Linked DNA regions of Sus scrofa: region 1 is linked to region 2. The links are chromatin contacts, called in public HiChIP or PLAC-seq maps. All regions are on one chromosome and are shown on one strand. The core of a region is the stretch at or near the end of the contact, and the rest is flanking DNA. Distances in the headings are between cores, read along the strand shown.

Region 1 (5,493 bases), core at 1,457-3,956, 120 kb before region 2:
AAAACAAAAAAAAACAGTAAAATTAGCACTGGAGTCCCAGGAGTATTGCTACATTTATGTAACTATCATCATGTTGGCACTGAATTGACATCAGTAAAGCAAGTCTTGCTCTGGTACAGCCAGTCAGTAACAAAAGGCTAATGTATGACTTGTTACCATCATAACTGATTTTGACTGTGATAAGTTAGATTTCAGCAACTGATCAAATAATGCCACTACTGAGTCCATAGTTGACCAAATTTCAAATTCAAAATGTGCTGGCACTGACTATGCAAACTCACCAGAGTTGTAGTAGGAGCAGAAACCATTGCTTTCAGGTTATTCAGTTCCTGCTGGATTAACTTCTCTTCCTCCTGAAAAAGGTAAAATATTTAAATGCATGAATAACTGTCTTTTTAAACTGTAACAGCATTTTTCATGGGAAAATAAAACATGATATTTTCCCATAAAAAAGAAAAATTATTTTTAAGGAGAGTTATAAAAATTATGTGCTTAAGATTTGCCTAAAGGCATTTCTCCAACCTTCAGAATCATTCCTGAAAAGAAAAAATATTTCCAGGCTAACCCACCATTCTTCTTTTCTTCACTCAGTTACTTTTCCCCTAAGGATGATTTAACAACAACAAAAAAAGGTTTCCAAAAAAAATTAACAACGGAGAGAAAGTAGAAAAGAAATTCTTCATGTAGTGGCCCAGGAAAAAGGTTCTCACACCTCCTTCTTCAGGGAAAAGAGAAAAAGGGTAAGATGACAGAAACAGAAACTGATCTTTTTCCATTAACCTGTATTTTTCTTCCCTTTTTCTTCTTATTCTTCACATACTTTCCCTCACTTCCCATCTCTCACACACACAGTAAATATATCTATATGGTCACCTCTCCTGTCTGCATTAACTATTGGCCACAAGTGTGGCCAATATAAATCTATCTTTAACTTACACGTCGGATTGGCAGATGCCCATTAGGTGACTAACCAAGATTACCAGTGAAGTACTGCCACACTTAGATACTTTATGTACAGTTTTAAGCTGCAATTTAAAACCAAAAATAGTAGTTCCCATAGTGGCGCAGCAGAAACAAATCTGACTAGTATCCATGAGGATGTGGGTTAGATCCCTGGCCTTGCTCAGTGGATGGGGAATCCAGCGTTGCCATGAGCTGTGGTGTAGGTCACAGACAGAGGCATAGCAGTTTGCTATGGCTGTGGCCGTGGCCAGCAGCCACAGCTCTGATTCAACCCCTAGCCTGGGCATTTCCATATGCTGCAGGTGCAGCCCTAAAAATCAAAATAAAGAAAGAAAGAAAAACAAAAATAACTTATCTCATTCGCTATCTCATAAAAATTAGCAAAGAACAAAATGTCAAGACAATATTGAGAGTTCCCTAGTGGCCTAGTGGTTAAGGATATAGTGTTGTCACTGCCGTGGCACAGGTTCGATCCTTGGCCTGGGAACTTCCACATGCTATGGGTGCAGCCAAAAAAAAAAAAGACCCCAAAGACAATTTTAAGTTCACAAATAATGTTTTTTGACAGTGAAGCAGACCCTCTCTAGTACAGTATCATCTAACTTCAGTTTAAAAAGGATATTTTAAAGCCTTAGAGCACTTTGAAGGAAAACCTTCTTTCCCTCTTTGTCTTTTCTTCTCTCCTGACACTTATATTTCATTGTATATTGCTTATACTTGTCTATGTGGAGATGAATGACCAATTCTTTGGGAAAAGGAAACATTTTTTACACTATTTTCTCAGGTTCTAACACATAGCCTCTTCCATAAATATCTTTTGAAGAAACTGGCATATCACATGATCTTTTAAGATACAAAATCCTTGAAGCTCTGAATCAGTATCTTACACAACCGGTGCAACTATCAAAAGTCTGTGGGAACTTAGTTACTTCCATTACAACCGCTCCTTTTCCATCTAAGCAGAGACTTACTCAGCAAATACTACACTTGAGGAGAATTATGCTTTTTATTTGCCCGACTTGTTGGTCTAACCTAAGAACTACAAGTTCCCCGAATATATTAAACAGCAGGTTCTCACAGAAGGGTCTGTTTTAGCGTATGACACGTAGCAGTTTGAAAGACCTGTAAGAGAAAAAGAACCTGAGTAGGAAAGAAACTTTATAGAAGAAAAATGCTGACACTTCCATGGCACCTGGTATTTTTCACACGCTTGATGTCTCATCTAATCCTCGAAACAATCTATGAAATAGGTATTTCTACTTTTCCACTTCAACGCTCAAGAAACATTTAGAGACTCAAAGATTACAGATTTGCTCCAGATAAAAAGTGTCAGGGCCAACCCTGGAAACCCAGCCTCCCAGCTGTCAGTCCGGGCAGGAAAATGACAGACAGACGCTCCTTGAGCCCCGTCTGAGGCCGTTCCTGGAGATTCGCCACCAGACTCGGGCCTTCCAGCGCGGGGGCCTCCTCCGGTCGCTCCTGACCTCCCGGCCCCGAGGGCACCTACGTGCTTAGAGGTGAGCGCGGTGATGCCGCGAACCAGGTTGCCCAGCCGGGAGGAGAATGACGCCTTGGCGGCCGCGGTCCCACCAACCGACTGGTTCTGCAAGAAGAGTCCCGGCAGCGCCGTCAGCGTCTTCTCCACAATGTCGCTCATCGCCGCCGCCCGCTCTCCAGTTGCCGCCCGGCCTCATGCCCAGCCCCGGCCCTGCCGCCCGCCCGGCCTCCGTAGGCACTTCCTGTTTGTTTGAAGAAAAAAGCTTTATTCGCGTCCCGAACGGACAAGCACAGTGTCGTTCTCGAGAGACGCCGCCGGGGGGCGCTGGAGTCCACGACGGAGAGGCCGCCCGTCGCGCCTGCGCAGATGTTGTCCTTCTGTGGAGAAATACGGGACTCTCCGGGTTTCGTTGGCAACCTCAGCGTCCCGTGTCTCATGGGGCCTCCTGAGGTAGCAGCTTCGGGCGGTCCCTCTTCTACTTAGTCTGCCAAAGTCTCGCTTTTCTTTTAGCAGTTTCCGCGCTGCCCGAGAGCTCACCGGGAGATGGACCTTCCTGGCCCTCTTTCGGTCCCTCACTGAGAGACCACCAGGCAGTCCGCCCACCTCCCTCTACCACACTTCCAGGGGCTGAGTGGACACGGGGACCCGGCGTCACGCGCAGCCCCTGGCCCTGGCGGTGCTGGGGACCCTGGTGGTGTTGAATGACAGCTCGACTGTCTTGGGGATTCATCCTGTCGGGTTCAGCGCTCGCCGTGCAGGGGCACTCTTGACCACTGTCCCGTCCCATCCGTGCATCTTCTCGTGGGATTTGGGGAGGCAGCGGAAAAAGGGAAGTGGTCGGGTGTCCACCCTTCGCCCCCGGACTGCTCCTGCTCGGTAGGTCGCAGCTTGAAGGAAACTCTCCCGACCTCACAGACAAGGATGGGTCTCCTGGTCGTATCCCCTCGCAATGCTCAGTTCTTTCCCATTTTAGAACTGAAACAGTTGCCACTACATAAAGATTTAGCTCACTAAACAGAGGATATCTTACTGCTGTTATTCCGGCTTCTATTTGAACGGAATCTAAGACAGTGGTTTTGAGAATGTGGTTTGATGATTTCTGAGAGTCTGTGGGTCCCTAACAGAGGATCCAAAAAGCCAAAACTATATTCATAATACTACCTAAACGTTACTTACAGTTTTCATTGTCATCCTTCTAAAGTGTACAGAGTTTTCAAGAGGATAGATGACTTACAACGGCTCTGTTGGCTGATGAAGTGTGAGCTTGAGCCCCACTCCTGCGTGTTATAGACCCTACTAAGGTTTATGGTATAGCAAGTGCGTTTTCAGAGATTAACTCAGTCTGTCCTCACTGCCTCTAGTGTGTTCTTACAGGCTATCTTCATGATTAAATAAAATCCATATTTTGAGGCAAGACAAATTTAAACATAAAAATTTTCTCTGGGAATTCTTGTTGTGGGTCAGATTTTATACAACTAGTATACATGAGGATATGAGTTTGATCCCTGGCCTCACTCAGTGGTGATTTGAAACAATTGGTCAAATATATAGTCTTATAAGATAATGATTGTAATAGTGTAACTCTAGGTATGGGAAGAAGCAACAAAAGGGTACCATTTCCTGTGTCATAACAGACTAGTATGACAGGCAATCCAGAGGCTTTTGGCTGCTGTTAACCAGGGCCAGTCCTATCCACAAAATAATTGTCTGACCTGGGAATGGATATTCCCAGCACCATGAGACAAATTGGTCACAAAATGACTCCCAAACCTTGGTTAAAATTAGGAACAAAGAGAAGGGATTGTGAAATAAAGAAATGTTGCCCACCACTCACTTCTACAAAAATTAAATCATTAGCCGCTATAATTGCTGACCTGTATTATACCCTGAAAGGAACTCAGGGCAAAGATCAGGATGAGGCATTTTTGCTCTGGAAAACTGACAGAACTGGCCTTCAGATAGTTATATATTTTCAGGAGAAAATTTTATGAACTCAGTTTATTTCATCTTCTTCACTTAGAAAAACACTAAAACCATTTACTAATATATCTGTTCCTTGCAAATGGCAGTAACCTTTTACCCAGATGAGTGCTTGGTTGCACATACCCCTTCACCAAAGTCTCATGTGTACTGGCCTCCCTCTTTACCTCTTTGGAACAGTTTCCAGAGCTCTATGACAGACTGTCTTCTAGGTTTTAATCCTCAGGTTGGCTGGAAAAAAATTCTCCATTTCTCTCTAAGCAAGAATTTTGTTGACATTCATTTATGCTAAATCAGTCCTCATTAATCATCCAATAAATGGTATTTTTGAAATCCTTGACTTTTGTCTATGCAGAAACACAAGAAGAAAGTTCATTTTGTTTACTTGTTTTGCAAGAATACTTTCTAATTTTTTTTTCTTTTTTGTCCATCCCATGGCATATGGAGTTCCTGGGCCAGGGATCAGATCCAAGCCAATAGTTGCAGCCTCTGCTGCAGCTGTGGCAACACCAAATCCTTTAACCCACTGTGCCCATCTGGGGATCAATCATATGTCCTGGTACTGCAGAGATGCCACCGATCCCGTTGCACCTCTGCAGGGACTCCTAATTTATTGAAAACTTTCTAAATAGTTAAATTTCACCTGAAACTGTTATTCTTTTAGAGTTAATATTTTATCCTAAAATAAAATTTTGCTTACAATGTTTTTTTAATTTTAGATTCTTTCGTTGGCTCACAAAAGGGAGATTAGAAGACATGCTCTCTCAATCTCCCACATCTAGAGATGCTGAAAAAGATAACATTAACATCAAAACAAAGGATTCTGACTCAGGTAAAGGGAATAATCTAGATGAGGCTGTAAATAAGAAAGGAAAGTATGACAAAAGCGTCTTTCTTTTCCTTGACTTTAAAAATGATGATTTACCTTGTTTTGTCTTACTCAACAGAACATTTTCAAATACTATTATGGTACAACTTTTCAAACTAGAAATGAAAAACCTCCTGAAGTACCTTACAGATTCAGTTACTATATTGCACTGACTGGAGAAGGG
Region 2 (5,583 bases), core at 777-3,276:
TCCGAGCTGAAGCTGCTGGCCTAGGCCACAGCCACATCAATGCAGGATCCGAGCCACATCTGCAACCTACACCACAGCTCACGGCAACGCCAGATCCTTAACCCACTGAGCAAGAGCAAGGATCGAACCCGCAACCTCATGGTCCCTAGTCGGATTCTTTACTGCTGCATCACGAAGGGAACTCCAAAGGGAATATTTAGAGATGAATTCATCTAAGCACAATCTTTTTTTTTTTTTTTTCTGGCCACACCCACAGCATGCGGAAGTTCCAGGGCCAGGGATCAAACCCATGCCACAGCTGCAACCCAAGCCATAGCAGTGACAACACCAGATCCTTAATCTGCTGCAACACCAAGGGAAATCCAAAGCACAGCCATTTTACAAAAGGGAAGTCTGGCTTGCCCTAAGCCACTAGAAAATGTGGAAACAGTCTCAGATTGACAAGCAGGAGACCTGAGTTCTGGCCTCACTATGCCAGTAAGTTTCAGACCAACCCACTTAGCCACCAACCTACAGACATTTGCAATTGCATGTCCCATAAGCCTTTCAAACTCAGGCCCAAAATTATTTCCCTTTCCTCACATATCTTCTGCCTCCCCCATCTCCTGTGGTGATCATCTCAATTAAGAACCCAGGGCAGGATCCTGGGATTCATCCCTCTCCTTCTTCTCCCATTTCCCCTCAGGTATACCAAATTCTGCAATAAACCTTCAGATCTACTATCTCCTCCTCTCCATTTCTTCTGCCACTGTCTCAGCTCAGGCCCTCACTATCCCTGCCTGGGTTAGGTTACTGCAGTTGTCTAACAGGTCTCCTGGTTTCTACTCTTGCCCTGTTGCAATCCATCTGCCACACTGCTTGCCACCACAGAAAACTTCCTAAAGCAGAAATTGTCTGTCACTGCACTTTGCACCACTAATCATAAGTCTAAAGTCCCTAGCAGGACGCCCCAATCTATCTGTGATTTGGCCTCTGCCTTCTTCTCTCACTTCATCTATCATCACTCATACCTTCAGCCAAGCCCAAGTTTTGCAATTCCTCCAGTGTCACCTTTGGTTTTGACACTGATAGTTCTATCTTCCTGGAAGTCTTCCCCCCCCTCTTCCCCTACCCACTGCCTGGCTAAAATTAACTCAGCCTTCTAGACTGGAGTTAGGTTGAAATGTTTCCTGGCACCCCTTTAAATGTCTTATTGATACTCCCATAGCATCTTGTGCAAGCAAAAGGGTCACTAATCACCTTGAACTGTGTTTGCTCACACATCTGTTTCCTTCACAAAACCCTGAGCTGTGAGATGGCAGGGACAGAGTTCTATTCAGTGTTTGGTGTTGAATATTCATCCAATAAGGATTTGGGGACCAACTTTATGCCAAATGTTATAATGGATACAGCACTGAAATAAGCCTTGCTATCAAGTGGAATTCAACATCATAAATAAAAGAAGAGATAAATAAGAATATGAGAGTGAAAAGTGCTATGCAAAGAATTAAAATAAATCATTTGATATGAAAGTGACTAAGTGGCTACTTCAGATTGGGTATGTCAATAAGCTCCCTCTGAGGAAGTGACACTTAAGCTGATAAGTGAATGCCAGCGTGCATTCAGAGAGAGGAGCATTGCAGGAGGGTCTACCAATATAAAGGATGGAAGAACCAAAGGCGGCCCATGTGACTTAAAGCAAGCGTGGGAAAGTAGAGAAGATGGGGTCAGAAAAGAAGGCAGGGACCATATTCTATAAACTTTGTCGTCCGGAGTAGTTTTGACTTTGTCCTAAGTGTAGTTGGGAGTGAGAGATCTGATATACATTTTCGAAAAGATCTGTTTTAGACAACTGTGTGGATAACGGGCTGTGGGGTGTGTAAATCCGGTTTGGAAGAGAGAAAGATCCGTGGCCTGGATAGGGTGCTCACAGGGGTTTGGGAGAAGGTGGGAGGATTTGGAATATACGTGTGGAGGTGCTTAGGACTGCTAATGAGCAGATGAATTAGGCCTCAGAGTATGTAGATTTTTGGCTTGGGCACCTGGGCAGTTACTGGAAAACATGAAGAGGCGTTCCGCGGCTTCTAGGAGGAAGACGGCCTTGAAAAAGTCCCTTCGCCTCCCAGGACGGGACTTCGAGGACAGTTCAGGTCAGGCAACTGGAAAGAGACGCGCTCAGACCCGCCGCGGGTGGCCCACCGGCGCCACGACGCCCAGAAAGCCCTGCTGGCGGCGCGCGCGGACCGGGGCTCCACGTGCCCCGTGGGGGTTTCCGCGGCCTCCGGGCGGGGCCGGAAGAGGAAGTCGGCGCGGCAGTGGCGGCTTCAGCAGCCGCGGCGGCCCCCAGCCAAGCCCCGCCGCTGGCTTCTGTCCGGCTCGGCCACTGAGGCAGCGCCGCGACGGGACCCGGAGCCTCCCCCGCCGAGCCGAGCCGCGCCGCCGGACGCCCACCAGACAGATGGGGCCGCAGCGGCCGCTGCCCATCGCCGCGGCCGCCCTGCTCTGGAGCTTCCTGCTCCCTCTGGTAAGGGGGGCGGGCGGGCGGGCGCTGGGGCCTCCCCGGGGCGGGCCGGGCCCCCTTCGCCCCCTCCTCCTCCTCCATCTCCTCTTCATCTCTGAGCTCCTGCCCGGCCTCCCCTCTGCCGGCGCCTAGCCGGCCTGCTCTAGGTTTTTTTTTTTTTTTGCTTTTTCATCCACTTCCCTTTCCTTTCAGCCCCTATTCTCGTCATTTGAAGTCCCCGAATACCTACCCCCGAGAGCCATCTCCGAACCTCTAATACTACTTTGACCTTGGCGTTTCTCTGTAGTTTTTCACGGTTCCAGGCGTTTTAAATTGACCTCTGTGTTTTATTGTCTAGCCCTTCTTACCGATTCTCAACTGGCACACCCCTCCACCCCAACCCCGAAAGAAGAAAAAAGTATTCTTTCTTGATCCCAAGATGTTTAGAGGTTCAAGGACTGCACTTTAGTTTAATGTCTCTTATACAGACTTTACCCCCTTCCTCCTCTGTAGTTTTTGTTTCGCCTTAGGGCTCATTTGATTCTTTGGGGATGGGAGGTGGTAATAATAATGATAATAATAATAATTTAAAATGTATTTTAAAGAGCACATCAAAATGTAATGCTTTTATTGGTTTTCACTTCTCTGCCTAGTTTAAAGAGAAGGACGATCGGTTGAGTAACAGTAACAAATATGTGTTACTTGTTTGTGAAACAAGTTTGTTTTCATAATTAGAGAAAAGTAATAATGTCTTAAAATTCAACACCACGCTGTTGGACCTTCAGTGGGTGGGTGGTCAGGACGCCAGTGTTCAGTGTTTCAGTTTTTCTTTCTTATAATTTTCACTTAGGGAGTTTCAGGTAGGAACGTTCTTGAGTTTTATTTATATGGAATTGGTATGGTGTATTCCTGTCTAGTTCTTTCTGTTAGAATGTGTAACTTCTCTGAAAGAGTATATTTATTGCTTACTCTCCAATTTAAAGGATTACTGCTAGTGACTGTATTCAATATTCAATAGGAAGTGTCTAACATTAACTGGGAAACAAAAATCAAAGCCTGAAGTACTTAAGTGCCTTTGGTGTATTCATGTTTGCTAGGCAGCATTAGGAAGAGGAGTGGGACAATGTATCTAAAAATAGCTTGGGGTTGGGGGAACTGGGATATAAAGAGAATTAACAAAGAAGCAGTGTTGGTCTGCATCTTTGTTGTGTTGCTTATCAGATATGTCCAAAAGATAACAATTCAGATAGTATGTAAGTGCAGATAAAATTATAACCTAGATAGGAATTTTTTTTTTTTTTTTTTTTTTTGTCTTTTTGCCATTTCTTGGGCCACTCCTGCGCATTATGGAGGTTCCCGGGCTAGGGGTGGAATCGGAGCTGTAGCTGCCAGCCTACACCAGAGCCACAGCAGTGCAGGATCCGAGCCGCATCTGCGACCTACACCACAGCTCACTGCAACGCCGGATCCTTAACCCACTGAGCAAGGGCAAGGATCGAACCCGCAACCTCATGGTTCCTAGTTGGATTCGTTAACCACTGCGCTACGACGGGAACTCCAGGAAATATTTTTGAGTTTTTGCACTCATTTTCATTTGAACTTCTTAAGCTAATTGTAAGAATATATATATGTGCGTGTATAAATTCCCACCTGTCCTTTTGCAACACAAATTAATGACCAATGTCATAATACATCAATTGCTTAAAAACTCACGTTAAAATTCTGATTAAAAGTTCTGAACCCTATGACGAGAAAAATGTAAGCAAAATTTTCATGTAATTTCAAGGGCTTCACAAATCTCAAGTTTGTCCCTGTTCCAAATTGTAGCTAGCCTGTCTAGCCCACCTTTTAGATTTTATTTTTATATTGCATAATGAATTTTGTCATATTTTACCATATTAATCTTTAGTTCTGTATTCCTTCATCATAGGTTGTTGTGGGAACTCAGTAACATTCTTTCACCCACAAATATTTAGTGTGTATCTCTTTTATGCCAGGAGCTCTGCCAGTAATTGTGAATAAACTAACAAGATTGATTGATTGATTGATTGATTTTTGCTTTTTAGGGCCACACCCATGGTATATGGAGGTTCCCAGGCTAGGGGTCCAATTGGAGCTACAAATATGTGTTCACAAGTTTGTTTTCATAATTAGAGAAAAGTAATAATGTCTTAAAATTCAACACCAAGCTGTTGGAGCTTCAGTGAGTGGATGGTCAGGACACCAGTGTTCACTGTGGCCAGCCTATACCACAGCCCCAGCAACGCTGGATCCCCAACCCACTAAGTGAGGCCAGGGAACAAACCCACAGCCTCATGGTTCCTAGTCGAATTGTTTCTGCTGTGCCACAACGGGAACTCCAAGATCTTTTAAAATCTTTTTCAGTACCAACTAGTATTTATTGGTAAATTTCTCAGTGGATTTGTTTTCTTCCTCTCTGTTCCTTTAATTTCCTGAAATTGTCTCTTTCTCATTCCTTTCCTTTTCTGAGGACCTCAGATAAATCTAATATCCTTTTCCTCAGCAGGAGTTCTCTCTCTCTCTCTCTTTCTCTCTCTCTATATCTCCCTCCCTCCCTCCTTTTTACTGGATACCTAGTTCCTTTCCTCCAACATTGTCTTAAGTTTTTTGTTGTTTTAACCAGTTTCTCCCTGAAGCCCTTGTTTATTCTTCTGTGATCAGACAGCTGTAGGTGGCCTCTCTGAGTTCATTTGAATTAATGATGCTAGCTTAATCATTTCATTTCTCCTTTCTAGGCTCTTGAAGCTGGCCCTACTGGGCATCTTTCTCCTTAGCCATGTTAGAACAGGGTCATCCTCCTTATCTAGAAGCAGCATTTAATCTCCAGAAACTGTCACATCCTTGTAGAAGAGGCAAAAGATTTAGTACTGAAAAGGCCCTTCAACATCATGTAGCCTGCCCTTCATTATCTGTCCTCTTGACATCAGAGTGACCTTACTTTGTATTTTGAATTCAAGCTACAGCATGTCTGGCTGTTTTAATGACTTCCATGACCATTAATGAAAAAAGTGCCTGGCACGTAGTTAATTGTCTCTTGGCTTTGCCATAATTCCATTTCACCTTTGAGCTTCTCCAGTCCAGTT

What was found. HiChIP or PLAC-seq counts read pairs in DNA pulled down with a chosen protein or histone mark.
Region 1: a contact with region 2 is called in an H3K27ac HiChIP or PLAC-seq map of alveolar macrophages. The contact joins the promoter of AP4E1 here to the promoter of SPPL2A in region 2. A contact is called at or near these places in 3 of 47 Hi-C or Micro-C datasets (alveolar macrophages, skeletal muscle and subcutaneous adipose tissue) and 1 of 2 datasets of contacts at active chromatin or transcription factors (alveolar macrophages).

Annotation. Positions count from the first base shown.
Region 1 is chr1:120,943,339-120,948,831 of Sscrofa11.1, forward strand. AP4E1 (AP-4 complex subunit epsilon-1) reads right to left here and starts at 2,707. Exons shown (of 21, transcript XM_001924871.7): 1 at 2,471-2,707; 2 at 282-353. The coding sequence starts at 2,620.
Region 2 is chr1:121,065,612-121,071,194 of Sscrofa11.1, forward strand. SPPL2A (signal peptide peptidase-like 2A) reads left to right here and starts at 2,027. Exons shown (of 16, transcript XM_021095561.1): 1 at 2,027-2,503. The coding sequence starts at 2,042.